Linked DNA regions of Mus musculus: region 2 is linked to region 1. A link is a contact called in public Hi-C data. All regions are on one chromosome and are shown on one strand. Each heading gives the region's core, a stretch centred on a gene start, on an enhancer-like site or on the middle of the called end of the contact. The rest is flanking DNA. Distances are from core to core; before and after follow the strand shown.

Evidence for each region. Hi-C and Micro-C count contacts between places; a contact is called where the count stands out from the background.
Region 2: a Hi-C map of cerebellum shows a contact between it and region 1, with 3 times the contacts expected there. The contact joins two enhancer-like sites. A contact is called at or near these places in 1 of 15 datasets of contacts at CTCF or cohesin (the NIH/3T3 cell line), 8 of 484 Hi-C or Micro-C datasets (cerebellum, embryonic limb bud, embryonic stem cells and 2 more) and 2 of 115 datasets of contacts at active chromatin or transcription factors (embryonic forebrain and embryonic hindbrain).

The regions. Positions count from the first base shown.
Region 1 is chr3:55,369,336-55,376,148 of GRCm38.p6, reverse strand. All of the region lies in intron 3 of Dclk1 (doublecortin-like kinase 1), which reads right to left. Among named protein-coding and RNA genes, the nearest start is that of Gm9831, 30 kb to the left of the region's middle. Within about 2 kb of position 2,283, at least 59 of the 459 cell types and tissues checked have an H3K27ac peak or open chromatin away from gene starts, as enhancers often do. A contact at or near this core is called in cerebellum, where this site is marked.
Region 2 is chr3:55,640,233-55,647,571 of GRCm38.p6, reverse strand. Nbea (neurobeachin) reads left to right here. Exons shown (of 58, transcript NM_030595.1): 51 at 24-216; 52 at 1,563-1,634; 53 at 3,773-3,928; 54 at 4,665-4,835. Among named protein-coding and RNA genes, the nearest start is that of Gm43549, 62 kb to the right of the region's middle. Within about 2 kb of position 3,386, at least 13 of the 459 cell types and tissues checked have an H3K27ac peak or open chromatin away from gene starts, as enhancers often do. A contact at or near this core is called in cerebellum, where this site is marked.

The sequences.
Region 1 (6,813 bases), core at 1,034-3,533:
AGAAAAGCACACCCTTTGGAATGTCCTCATTAGTAACAAAATTCCATGCGCATCTCATGCAGGCAGAGAGGACGTGATCTGTTTCTGGCACACTGCACAAGTTCTGTCCATGGATATCTGGTTCTTATCTGGTGCTTTGGTTATTCGATGGGAATTTAACTCCAAAGAAAGTCCCCTGTTCATGGAGAGAATTTCTCTTGGATGGTGCTCGGGACAATACGGAAGTCTGTCAAATGCACTGGTGCTTGATTGTCAAATGTGCTAAAAGAAAAAAGCTATTGAGTGTGCTGATGAGAGCTAGTGACCAGGGATCACAATATCCAATTTCCTGGTTTTTTTTTGTTACTTGGCACAGCTACCGTTATCTAGGAAGATGAATCTCAATTAAGGAGACATCTTCATTCGATTAGCTCGTCTGATGGTAGGTAAGTCTGGGCTACACTTTCTTGATTGATAATTGATCAGTTGGGAGGGTTCAGCATCCAGTAGTTATTGCCCCCAGGTGACCCTAGGGTGTATAAGAGAGCTGGCTGAGCAAGCCATGAGGCCAAGCCAGTGAGCGGCATTCCTCCATAGTCTTTGCTTCAGTGCTACCTTCTGCTTCCCTCAGTGATAGACTATGATCTAGGATTTATAAGATTAAATAAGCCCTTTCCTCTCCAAATTGGCTTTGGCCAGTGTTTCACCATAGCAACAGAAAGCAAATCAATGTTCTAAGCTCACTTGCTATAAGAAACTTGGAGGTGTTAATTAAATGGTCTTATCAGTTTCTGCATTGCTTTTAACATGTTGTACCTGATAATTGTGTGTGTGTGTGTGTGTGTGTGTGTGCTGAAGCATCAAGAGTCATTGCCCTTGCTTCTGTTTGGGACAGTGCTGTGGGCTGGCCCACTAACTCCTGCATGTTAGGCAAGTGCCCACCCAGCTCCACATTTGATCTTCCCCACAGTGAAGGAGACAGACTGACAAGTGCTGAATAGCTGCTTGACCCGAAATTGCCTCTGTCCTAGTTATGGTTCCTAATGCTGTGATGAAATACCATGACCAAAAGCAACTTGGGCGTGTGGGGTACTTCACTCACAGTTCCATATGACAGTTCATCATCAAAAGTACTAAAGGCAGGAACTTGAGCAGGGCAGGAGCTGATGCAGAGGCCATGGAGGGGAGTTGCTAACTGGCTTCCTCCCCATGGTTTTCTTAGCCTGCTTTCGTATAAAACCCAGGACCACCAACCCAGGGGTAGAACCATTACAGTGGACTGTGCCTTCCCAGGACCACCAACCCAGGGGTAGAACCATTACAGTGGACTGTGCCTTCCCAGGACCACCAACCCAGGGGTAGAACCATTTACAATGGACTGTGCCTTCCCCATCAATCACCAAATAAGAAAATGCCCTCCAGGTTTGCCTGTAGCTCTTGTGGAAGCCTTACTTATTTGAGGTTCCCTCTTCTCCCAGCATGGTGCTATTAGGAGTTAGTACAGGTGCTTCCTGGTGGCAGGTCCTTAGGTTACTCAGGGCACAGTGCACCCTCAGCTCCTCCCATCTTCTTTGGGTCCCTAGTCACAGTTGTGCTTTCCCTCGGTCCCACTGTGACTGACACCCAGCTTTGTCAAAGATCCCAAAGCGATCACCTATGTACTGAATCCTCCCAAAGTGTGAACCCAAATCAACGTTTTCCTCTATAGAGGTTGATTATTTGTTAGTCACAGTGATGAGAGCACTAAATTACACTATGGTGGTATGAACCCCAATTTGTAAATGAAGCGGACAGCCTAGGATGGAGTAGAAGACAAGAAGGAATTTGAATCCAGTTAGAATTCAAATGCGGGCTCTTAACTGCCAATCTACAGCAAAATAAGTCCTTTCAAATCTACAGAAACCTGTACCCTGGCATGTATGTCTCAGACATTTCAGTTGATTTAACAGTTATGTAAGTAGTTATCACATATATGGTATATTAACAGTATAAGCAAGTGTCTAATAAGAACATTTTTTTTCCTTTAAACTAATTTGAATTGCTTCTTTGGCTGGAGGAGAGTGCATTTCTTTTTCTAGCTATGAATTCGCGTCTTGTCTTCTCCATTGGCTCATCATGCCAGTGCATCCGTCTCAGGAGACAGATGTTGTACAGAAGAAACAAAACCATGCAGGCAAACACGGACTTCCTCGGCTCTGCTTCCGGCCTGAGTCGCTCCGCAAGGGCAAAGATTGAAACAAAGGCAGTAAAGGCATCTGCTGGTTACACATTTCTAAATCGGGACCACGGAATCCATTGCCCCTCACTGGAGTGTGGTCTCCATGGCAACAAAGATAGCAGGAAGCTGGCCTATATTCTTATCAGGGAGCCTTGGAGAGGAGATTTTCTTTACAAGAGCGCCCTCTACACACCAAATGGAGGATAGACCTCAGACATTTCTGGATGCTGAGAGGACCCTTCAAATGGTAAGAGATCATTGCAAATAAAATAAAATAAAATAATAAAATAAAATAAAATAAAATACATAAAGATAAAATAAAATAAGCCAGTATAAAGATGAAAGCCAAGACATTCAGTCCATTTACTGAACGCACTGATTACGTACGGTACAATCCTTTAACTTTCTTTCCACTTTTCCTGATAGAGTAGACATAAAAGTTCTGTTGCTCATGTTTTAAAGATCTGTTTTCATTTTATTGATGTGTATGAGTGTGTGTGGAGCTGGAGCTTGAGGTGGTTCTGAGTTGCCTGACAGAGGTGCTGGGAATTGAACTTTAGTCCTCTGCAGACACTGTTCCCTGCTGCTGCTCACATGAACTTCTACCGAAGGAAGAGAAACACTTTTTGTGAAGTTAAAAAATGTTCTTTCCTTGTGACTTAAGAGGCTGCATCAAAAGGGATTCATAATTCACCATTGCAAACAGCTGTCAATTAAAACGTGGTATATACAGGCTCCCCAGGACCCAAAACAAAACAGAGCCAGGGTGTCTCTCTCCATTTCATCCCACGCTTGGCCTCTATTCTGTGTTCACACTCAGTGTTCTTATAAAATATGGTGTTGTAAACCAGCTATTATGAGCTTTCCTCTTTATAATCAGTTATGAAATGTGTCTACAATTCATTATGAACTCACACAAAAACTTTATAAGGTTATTTTCATAAAATAAATCATCGTTGCATTTTTATTTTCTCATTACTTTGATGATAACCTTGTGCAAATGGCAACAATTTTATAATAATTCTTCCTAACAAAACTTTCAACTTAAAAAAAATTAAACATTTTCATTCCTGGGCTGGGGGGTGGCACAGTTGGTAGAATGCTTGCTGTATAAACAGGAGGTCCTGAAGGAATCTAACTTAGGACTGGTGTATAGTAAGATCAGCATAGCCTCTTGTGCTCCTGGGATCTCAGAGCTGGGGAGACAGACTGAAGCTTTGTCAGTCTGTCCAGTTGACTCAGTGAGCTTGTAAAATAAGGTGGAGAGTGGTTCTGTGTGTGTGTTATGTATATGTGTATGTGGTGTGGTGTGGTGTGGTGTGGTGTGTGTGTGTCTATGGTCTGTATGTATGTGATGTGTGTGTGGTGTGGTGTGCGTGAGTGTGTATGTAGTATGCATGGTATGTGGTGTGTGGTGTTTGTTTATGTATGTGATGTGCATGGTATGTGGTATGGTGTGTTTGTGTGTGTGTGTGTGTGGTGTATATATGTGTATGTGGTGTGGTGTGTGTGTGTGTCTATGGTGTGTATGTGTGTATGATGCGTGTGTGGTGTGGTGTGGTGTGTGGTATGTGTGTGTTTGTGTGTGTGCTGTGTGATGTGTGTGAGTGTGTATGTATTTGTAGTGTGTGTGGTATGTGATGTGTGTGAGTGTGTATGTAGTGTGCGTGGTATGTGGTGTGTGTTTTTGTGTGTGGTGTATGGTGTGTGTATATGGTGTGTGTGTGGTGTGGTGTGTGGTGTGTGTTTGTGTGTGTGTGCGTGTGATGTGTGTTAGTGTGTTAGTGTGTGTGCTGTGTGGTGTGTTTGTGTGTGTATGTATTTGTATTGTATGTGGTATGTGATGTGGTGTGTGTGTGTGCTGTGTGGTGTGTTACGTGGTGTGTATGTGTTACATGTGACTGTGTATGTGCTTATGTGTGTAAGGGCAGAGGTCAAAGAAGGGATGGCTTGCTCTAGCCCTTCTAGCCTTGCTCACCTGATCCGGTCTCTCACTGACCCTAGGTGGCAGCCAGCAACCCAGAGCAGCCCCTTGTCTCTGCCTGCCGTAGCAGGAGGGTTCCAGGCATGCGCGGGGCCCTGCCTTGCCTTCTGCATGACTGCTGAGGTTCCTACCCCAAGTCCTCGTCCTTGTAAAGCAATTGTTCTTATCTGCCTGACCACGTCCCCTTGCCATCCCTGTTTCAACAGGGCAGCAATTTCAAGAGAGAAAAAAGGATTGTAGAATTGAAAGTGTCTTCACTCATTCACCGAGTGTGTCCTCAGAGGCTGCCCTTGCTGCAGGCATCAGGTAGAGCTGGTCACATCCAGTCTTCCAAGCTGCACAGCCTTAATGCAAAAGTCACTCTTTTATACACTTCGACCAAATGACGGGTCCTTTATTATTTAATTCTGGTTTAAAAAAAATAACTTATGGTGCCAGTTACTATTATTTGACTTATTATTTTAATTTTCTGACTTTACAGTAGTGTAAAGCCAGGGAGAAATGACCTTAGCATACACCGACTGCATGCAAGATAATGGCAGAGACCTGTTGGACTGATGATTTTAATTTTTAATAAATAAGGTATTCATTAAGTTACATGGGGTGCTGAACACTTTATGATAGCATAGGTTTTGTGATAGTTAAATGGCTTTTCTCAAAGGTAGGCTAGTGTCCTGAGCACACAAGATGTGCCAGGCTAAGCTGTGGGGTGGAGTGTGTTAGTATACTACATATGCAGTATTAGGGGGTTAACATACTTTTAAGTTTTCATGTGATTATCAGGCTGTAGTCCCATCATGATTCAATGGAAACCCACACTGGCTTTCTCCTTTTCTTGTGTCTTTCTTGGTCCATGTAGGTTAGTGTAACAAAGTGGCATTGACAAGGTACCTTAGAAATAACAGAAATTTATTTCATACAGTTCTGGCGTCTGAAGCCTAAGACCAAGGTACAAGCTGACCCAGGGTCTGATGAGCCCCATTTCCTTACAGACTGTATCTTCTCCTCACATTAGCCTCACCTGATGGACGGTATTAGCACCTCCTCTAGGACCCTGCATAAAGATGCTAACTCAATCATAAGCACCCTCACAGGTCTTTCATTCCGCAACCATTGCCTCAGTTGGAGAAGGTCAGGATTCCAGTGCCTGAGTTCCCTAAGCTAAAGCACTGTGCAAAGTGACCTCCAGCAACAAGTATTGGACTCTGATGCTACTGTAGGCTTGACCCTGGGAGGCTAGTTAATCCCTTCAGACCCTACTTTCTTCATGTGTTAAATTCACATTTTAAATGTTGTTATTGTGTATGTGTCTTTGTGTGCATCCACAGGTTTCACAGGACAACTTTTAGGAACTGGTTTCACTGTGAGATCCAGGGATAGAACTCACAGTACAATGCTTGAATGGCAGGAGCTTTTACCAGCTGAGACATCTTGCCTGCCCTGTTTTCTTGCATTTTAAATGGAACTACCCATCATATTCTTGGGGGATGTGATGAGACAATGAATGGTTTTATCTCATTGAATGGTTTCAGATGAACCCAAAGTATGACCATATTTACTGTTCATGGTACTGGCATCAGTAGAGAGCAATGGATAGGTATCTCTTTTGGGCATCATTCTAGGATCTATTGTTTAAGAAAAGAACAGTACCATCTGCCCTTGAATAGCTAGGAATGAAAGCAATAGGAACTAGGGTTCTCTTCAAAACATTCCAGTCTGACTTTTGTCAAAGATTGTTCCCATGTTTGGTTTCTCCTACTCCTTTAGTGCTGTCTGCCACATTGTTAGAGTTGGTTATACTATACCATCATAGTATAGACTCATACACTCATTATAGTATATAACTCATAGACCAGGGTGGTGGTTTGAATGTACTTGGCCCATGGGAAGTGACGGCCTTGTTGGCATAGGCATGGCCTTGTTGGAGGAAGTGTGCCACTGTGTAGGCTATCTTTGAGGACTCCTAGTGTTCAAGCTCTGCCCAGTGTGAATAAGTAGTCTCTTCCTGGCTGCCTTTGGATCAAGATGCAGAACTCTCAGCTCCTGCAGCATCAAGTCTGCCTGCATGGTGCCATGTTTTCTACCATGATGATAATGGACTGAATCTCTGAAACTGTAACCCTAACAAAGACAACCAGGAAGATAGAAACAATTTTACAGTAATCTTTTGGGGGAAGTTATAATCAATCTTTGATCTGAACTCAAAAACAAACTCTTATCAGTTGTGTAGGGCTGGTGTTCAAAAATGGTAGCCACACCCAGGAATTGTTCAATCAGATATTTGAACAATTTGAAAATGATTCATGAGCACAAGTAGCTGAGACAGTGGTCTGACTTCAAATGAGGCAGCTATTTCTTTAGGGTCATGCAAACCCATATGCAAAGGTTTTTCTGGCCTGGATTCCATCCAAGCAGTGTTTGATCTGTAGTTCAAAAATAGCACCACCTTAGAAGAGAGTTTCAAACGTTTATTCTTTTATAAATGCTTGTTTTATGATCCTGTGGGTGTGAGGCTGTCACCTGTAAAAAGGCAAGTCGAGGACAAAGAACTGATGTTCTGAAATAACCCGAACAAGTTTGTAAGGAGCTAGAAGGTTCCATTACTCACACGGGCTCAGAGCCAAGTGGACGG
Region 2 (7,339 bases), core at 2,137-4,636, 270 kb before region 1:
TCTCTTCCCTTTCTACTCAACAGTGTTTCCTTCCACAGAGCCCACTCATGTTCAAAGATCAGATGCAGCAGGATGTGATCATGGTGCTGAAGTTTCCATCCAATTCTCCTGTGACTCATGTGGCTGCCAACACCCTGCCCCACCTGACCATCCCTGCAGTGGTGACAGTGACCTGCAGCCGACTGTTTGCAGTGAACAGATGGCACAACACAGTCGGTACGTGGGTCTCAGCACTAGCTACAGAGCTAAGGCAAAGACAGTGTTGGGCAGCTCTTGTGTCGGCGCAGCCTGCCCACTTCTACAGTCCAGGCAGTGCCGTGGACCAGCACTGGCCTTCCACTGCACCTCAGCAGGTTTCCAAACAGAGCAAGTTTGTCTGGATTTTGTAAACAAGAACTTCAAGCCATCCCCCTTTGCCACCATTAGTTTGTTTAGCAAATATTTGAATGCCCATTATGTGTCAAGTCATCCTTGGTTTTTGGAACTCAGCAGGATACAGACAAATAGCATCCCTAGCTTTGTGGGGCCTGGTCTGTGAGAAAAGGCAAACACTAAATTGTCCAGTGATTTCACATGTGTTTATTCCACACTCATCCCTGAGAACTCCAGCCCGAACATCTTGAAGTGATATAATGTCATCACAAACATTTAGACATACTGATCCGTATTTAACCAGGACAGACGTGCATGTGCCCAAATGATTTAGTTGGCCTGGTTCACCACTTCAGGCTTCCTGCAAAGCCCCAGGACTTGCACTGTCTCCAGGACTGAAAAGATGAGCCCTGCTGATTTAACCTGGATCTTGTATTCCACTAATACCTACCTCACCCTGAAAGGGGCAGTGATTTATACCCACTTTCCCTCCATGAGTTTTATGCGGCTGGCCCTAGTTTATGGTTATTGGTGATATTATCAACAGGGGGTGGCGCAGCTTCTGCTGGCCAGGAGTGTACAGCAGACATCTTATGGGAAAATAAGACTTCATTGTTCATGGGGCCTTGGCCTCTAGGAATGTTTTTCATTAAGAAAAAGAACTATAAAGGGCTCAATTATTAAATTGTTAAAAAATATTATGTACACTTATGTTATAACCACATGTGAAAATATGACAGATGAGCTCAGTCGGACCCCAGATGTCAGTCCTGGAAGCAGCTTTAGTGGGTGAAAGTTTTAGGTATGCTTCAACTTATATCTTGAGTTGACTAGCCATTGGGAAAGGCCTCATGTAGGCGAGTCCAGCTCTTGCCTGGCCCCTGCCATAGAAGGCCAGCCCTGTCCTGCACTGCAGGCCCACTGGTTGCTTTGTAAGAAACGCTGTGAGGCTCTGCTCATTCAGCTCTCAGCACTCTGCTTGGCTTGTTACGACTCAAGGAAAAGCCTCAAGTCCCCGCTATTGTGACTCTTTAGGACTCTATTAAAACTTCATTCCAAGTCACATGATGGAATTACGGCAGCCTGGATTTTAAACAAATGCACATTATTTGTAAGCATCATAAAACACCCCTTGTTAGGAAATGCTTCTCAGGGAATCTCATAGCAGTATTCTATGCTTACTTCTTCAGGCCTCAGAGGAGCCCCCGGATACTCCTTGGATCAAGCACACCATCTTCCCATTGAGATGGACCCATTAATCGGTATGTGAATATATCCACTCTTTTCTATGATAAAACACCAAGAACAAGGGAAGAAAGAGCTTGTTTTGGCCTCTGCTTCTAGAGGGAGAGCCCCTCATGACTCGGAAGCATAGCAGCAGCCAGACAAGCCGAGCAGTCGCGCCTTCAGTCAGACGCAAAGCAGACAGGGCAGACAGGAAATGAAGAAAGGCTATTCATCTTCCAAGCCAGTGTCCACTAATGTGCTTCCTCCACCAAGGTTCCTAGAGGTCCCCTAACCTTCACAAACAGTGCCACCAATTGGGGACCAGGTATTCAAATGCCTGAGCCTATGGCAGTCATTGCTCATCGAAACCATCGCAGTTAACAAAGATGCATTTTAAAACCTCAGCTGTCTCTGAGTTCTCACCTCGTCATTTGTCTCAGAGTACAGTGGAGTGATACATTACAACAGCAACATAAAAATGACATCAAATTGCCACAAAGGGCTTTGCCAACTTCCACATGCATCCAGGAATGCTTTGCTATCAAACGGCATTTTCTGGATGTTTTAAGGGGGTCCTGTAAGTTGAAAATTAAACAAATATCTACAGTGTCCTTTGGGCCTAAAATATTCTTAACAATTTCATATTATTTAAGGTAAAAGAGATTCATAGAAACCGTTGATGGAAATTAATACTGAAAAGCACCTTCTATAAAATGGGCTGAGCTTGTTTTTTTTTTTTTTTTTAAGTAAAGACACCTGAATTGCTAACTTCTAAGCTACAACCACTTAGGTTCATGTGGTCCATGGCATTCTTTGCCCCTTGTTTTAGTATTTGTGAGGTGGTCTTTGATGATGCTTATTCTCCTAGCTTGTGGAATCACTTAGAAAATTAAACTAAAAGAAACTTTGAAACTCTATAAAAAGTGGTTCAGTTATGGGTAAGCGGTGATAATTCTGTTCTTCACTTGATCCAGGTTTTATTTTGATCTAACGGACTGGTATTGACTTTTTCTCACCCCCAACAAGATAGCATTTACGTACCTTGCAAGGATACAAGGTTTGGGATTAAGACTATTTCTGAGCCTATGCTTGTTGTTCCTCTGTCCACCAGACTCTGACAATGAAATAGTAGCTAGTGTGTGACTGGGGGACAGTCGGCTCTGCTCTTGGTGTCCAGACACCAGGCTGGCTGTGTTCTGAGTGACCAGGCACAGGTCGGCTGTGTTCTCTGTGACCAGGCACAGGTCGGCGGGTTTTCAACAGCTTTCCAGCAGTCCAGCACCTTTGGTTTGCTCTCCCCTTAACAATGTTTCTAAATATCAGTTCCCTCTTACTGCTTACCTTAACTAGGTAATTATTTCCTAGCTTCAGTAGATACCTACACATAGCACTGCTGTGATTTAGTTAGCTTCAGGGCCTGGTGGCAGCGACCTTCCACATCTGCACTTCCTGTTTAAGAATTCAGGAAGGGATTTTGCCTGAAAGGATGGTGCAGAGTAAGGGACAGGCTGGCATCCAGACAGGCACTGGGGAAATCATCGATGTCTCTGAGTTCTTGGCTATATTCAGATGTGCTCCCAGGGCTGCACACTGATCCTTTGCCTGTCTCTCTCCCCCAATCGCTTTCCCATCTCTTTTATTGGTCTCCTCCCCTGCCAGCCGTGCTGCAAAGGCCTTGTGTTTGTTGACAACCCAGGTCTTTAAAGCTACTGACCTGAAGCTCCCTGTGGGCTTCCCACGTCACGCAGCAGCTCTCTGCCACCGTTCCACATGGATTGAAATGTGTGCGGGAAGTGACAGATGGAGCAGGCGCTGAGACAGTGTTGCATTGTGTGTAAGGCTCACCTCCGCCTGGTTCTTCGTGGACACTAATGAACTGCACCATACACACATGAATAGAACCAAAGACTTTTGATGCTTTAAATTCATTATCTTGGATTCCCTATCTGTTCCTATTGAGGATGGAAGAACTGAAGTTTCTGGCATAGTTTTTAAGTATATGATATAGCCTGTGAATAATCATCGCTACTAAGGAAATGTGTGTAATCCTTGAGGGGAAAAGATGTCTAAATCTTAACTTTTGTGCATCAGCAGAAGCCCATTGCTACATCAGTGAAATACAGTCTATTTTCCTTCCACTAGGGCATAACGAAACTCTTCTGTTTGTTTTTAGCAAATAACTCTGGTGTGAACAAGCGGCAGATCACAGACCTTGTAGACCAGAGCATCCAGATCAATGCCCACTGCTTCGTGGTCACAGCTGATAATCGCTACATCCTCATCTGTGGGTTTTGGGATAAAAGTTTCAGAGTTTACTCGACAGAAACAGGTAATCTTCACAACGAGGGTTTATTTTCAGTGTTCAAGAGAACCCGAACTGCAACCCAGCAACCACGTAAAAGCCTATACACACCTATGATCCTACCACTGATGGGTCAGACGCAGGAAGATCCCTGAGGCTCCCTAACCATCTAGTCTAGTTGAAGTGGCAAGCTCTAGATTCTGCGAAAGGCCTTTCTCAAAAACAAGATGGATAATATCTAAGGAAACAGCTGATACCAGCCTCTGGCCTCCCCTCATATGTGCACACACATGTCCACACAAACACATATATGTACCACACAAGCACTCACAGAGAGTGCATCCTCTCCGATGTGAAGCCATGATAGTATAGAGATTCCATGGTGTGCCAGCTCCACGTGGTCAAGACTTGGTGACCACATTGTAAGATAACCAGCTAGTTCTGCTGCAGAAATGAACTACTGCTTTCACTTAGTACTGATCTGAGTTTATACCTCAGTGAATCTGTCAGCCTTTATTTCCACATTCACATTCACATTCATTTCCAGAATAAAAAGTAAAACTCTCCACTGTCAGGCCCAAATTCTGAAGAGAAAAATCATGGCCATCTCGTAAGATGACCTAAAAAATCACCTGAGTGGATTTGAATTATCTCCAAAACCGTAAGGGTGTGTGAATTCTTTTCACAAATTAATAAAATAAAATTAATTCTATTTCTGTAAAGATAATGAGTCTAAGTGATATGATTGTCATCCGTGCTGCAGGGAAACTGACACAGATTGTATTTGGCCACTGGGATGTTGTCACATGCCTGGCCAGGTCGGAGTCCTACATTGGTGGAGACTGCTACATAGTGTCTGGATCTCGGGACGCCACCTTGCTTCTCTGGTACTGGAGTGGGCGTCACCACATCATCGGAGACAACCCCAATAGCAGTAAGTGTCTCCCACAAGGGTCCTTTCAGACAATACATATCTTAAATGTAGTTTATTTTATTTCCTTCATTTTTACAGAATCTGTAAAAAACTTAAAATATGAAAGCTTAAGTGGGAAAAAAAGTAAAAATGAATCATTACTAAGACCTCTGGCCTGGGGAGAGTCCCCAGTCTTCTCATGATGACCTCTGACTGATCCCCTCAGCTGCTGTCCCCAACACCCAGATGCCCCCCTTGCTCTAGCAGTGATGCCTAGAAAAAGCTCAGACTTTCTATATGCTAAGTATAACCTCTGCCTTCTTGAAAATCCAGTATGCTGGCTTCTTGCTGGCAGATTCAGGCGAGAGGAGAGAGATCCCGGACCTGCCAGGGTCTCTCCGGGGCTGAGCGGGATGGTGAGTGTCTACAGCCCAAAAGAAACACACCGAGCCAGGAGTCTTGTCGAAGCAGGAATTCAACTCTATGGCATCAACCTCTCACTTATACAAATTCAGAACATAGGGAGGGGGCTTTTGGGTGGGGTAAAATGACATAGGAGGTGGAGAAGGGTGACGGAGGGTATGGAGTGACTGACAGGGCCAATGGCAAAGCTCTACATCAGCAATGGAGGGGCAGAGGCAGAGCCAAGCAGGTCTTGCTGAGTCATCCCAATACCATATGGAAGTGACTGAGACAGGTCACTTCAGGATTAGGCTCTCCCATAAGGCTGAAGAAACTCCAGCCAGGCTCAGGTTTGTCCTCAAGGCCCAAGGGAGGGCCAGAATGGGGCCCAATGCCAGTAAGCTTTTATTTGTGCCTCAGTCGAGTGGTTCAGTTTTCTTCCATGTTGGTGGTCATGCGTAGGATGATCTCTCAAGTCTGATTGCCTCTGAAGGAGCTCTGTGTGAGGAGAAAACAGTGCGTCCTACAAGTGTACCCTGCCTGGAAGGGTCACACAGGCCAGGGCTTCCACCAGCACTTGTCAGAGTTATGTTTCCAAAGACTCATCTTAACTAGATGATGCCATCTTTGGGAGATCCTAAGATCCGGCATTGTAGTATACATGAAAGGTTTCCAGCACAAATTGTTAAGTGATTAAAATGTTAGACAGAATCTGACCAAGAAATAATGACCACTTTTAATTACCGAGCATCAGCGGTTTGAATGTCTGTGTTTCCTGTATAATATGACATAATTTCTGTGAAGTATTCAAAGTGTCAAATGCCTACCTAGGCCAGGCTCATAATCCAAGCTGCAGTACATATATCAGTCATGCCTTAAATGTATCCAAAGCATGGGTTGGGGAATAATAACAACGGCATATCTATGACTGGCACATGTACAGGGGACAGGACCAGCTGGGCCAGAGATGGGGACTGAGGTGACTGGGGGTAGAAGTGGCTAGGATGAAGTCAGTTAGGGATGAAGACAGTTAGGGAAGTGGCTTGGGAGATTCAGGATAGAAGAGGTAGCGTGGGGGTGGCTAGGGATGGAGATGGTTAAGGATGTAAATAACCCTGTACAGCAGGACTGGTCTTTAAGTCTCGGGCTCTTCCAGCTTTTATGTATTTCATCTGGAATATTACAAAACAGGAGATGGCTGTTCGTGTACAGGAATCAAGTCTCTATCGTATAGTACAGAGACTATAGAATGCATATGTTAAAGAAATTGTTCAGTGGACTAGATTGCCAAATGATGTATGAAGTTCATTGTCAATGCTCATAGCTAGAGTTGAAAATGCAGAGTATGAACAGTGAAGGCCTCTAGCCTACACTGGGGTAGGGTGTGACAGTGACTCAGGGGCTCTCTACCAACAGAGATCTCTATGAACGTAATTGTTTGCCAGCTCTACGTTATCAGTGAACATCTCCTCATAAATCCAATCAAGGTAATATCCTTAGGTTCACTGATAAAACCTCCCAGTCAAAACTGTAGCACAGTTCTAGTGAGGTTGCGTGTGTGTGCATGTGTGTGCATGTGTGTGTGCATGTGTGTGTGCATGTGTGTGTGCATGTGCGTGTGTGTGCATGTGTGTGCATGTGTGTGTGTGCACGCACGTGTGCAGCCACACAGAGTGGTGGTGGTTTTATACCTAATTAACTAATATCTTCAAAATTAAACTCAGAAGGAATAATCCAAAAAGGGAATTCATAAGGCTAGAGAGATGGATCAGAGGTTGATAGGGTGTACTGCTCTTTCAGAAGACCCACGTTTGATTCCAAGCACCCACCCACCAGGAGGCTCACAATCACCTTTAACTCCAGTTCCAGGATAATCTCATGCCTCTGATTTCTTTGGGCACTGGCACTCATATCTATGCACACACACACTCACATTCACACACACATACACACATATACAGACACACACAATTTTAAAAAATAACTCTCCTAAGTGGGAATTCATATTTAAAATATGAATTTTAAATTGTAACATATGGTAGCAAAGTTGAAATATTTTATGTTACATGTTGTCATGAGATAAAGAATTTGAAAGAAAACACTAAATTATAGTAACTCTGTGT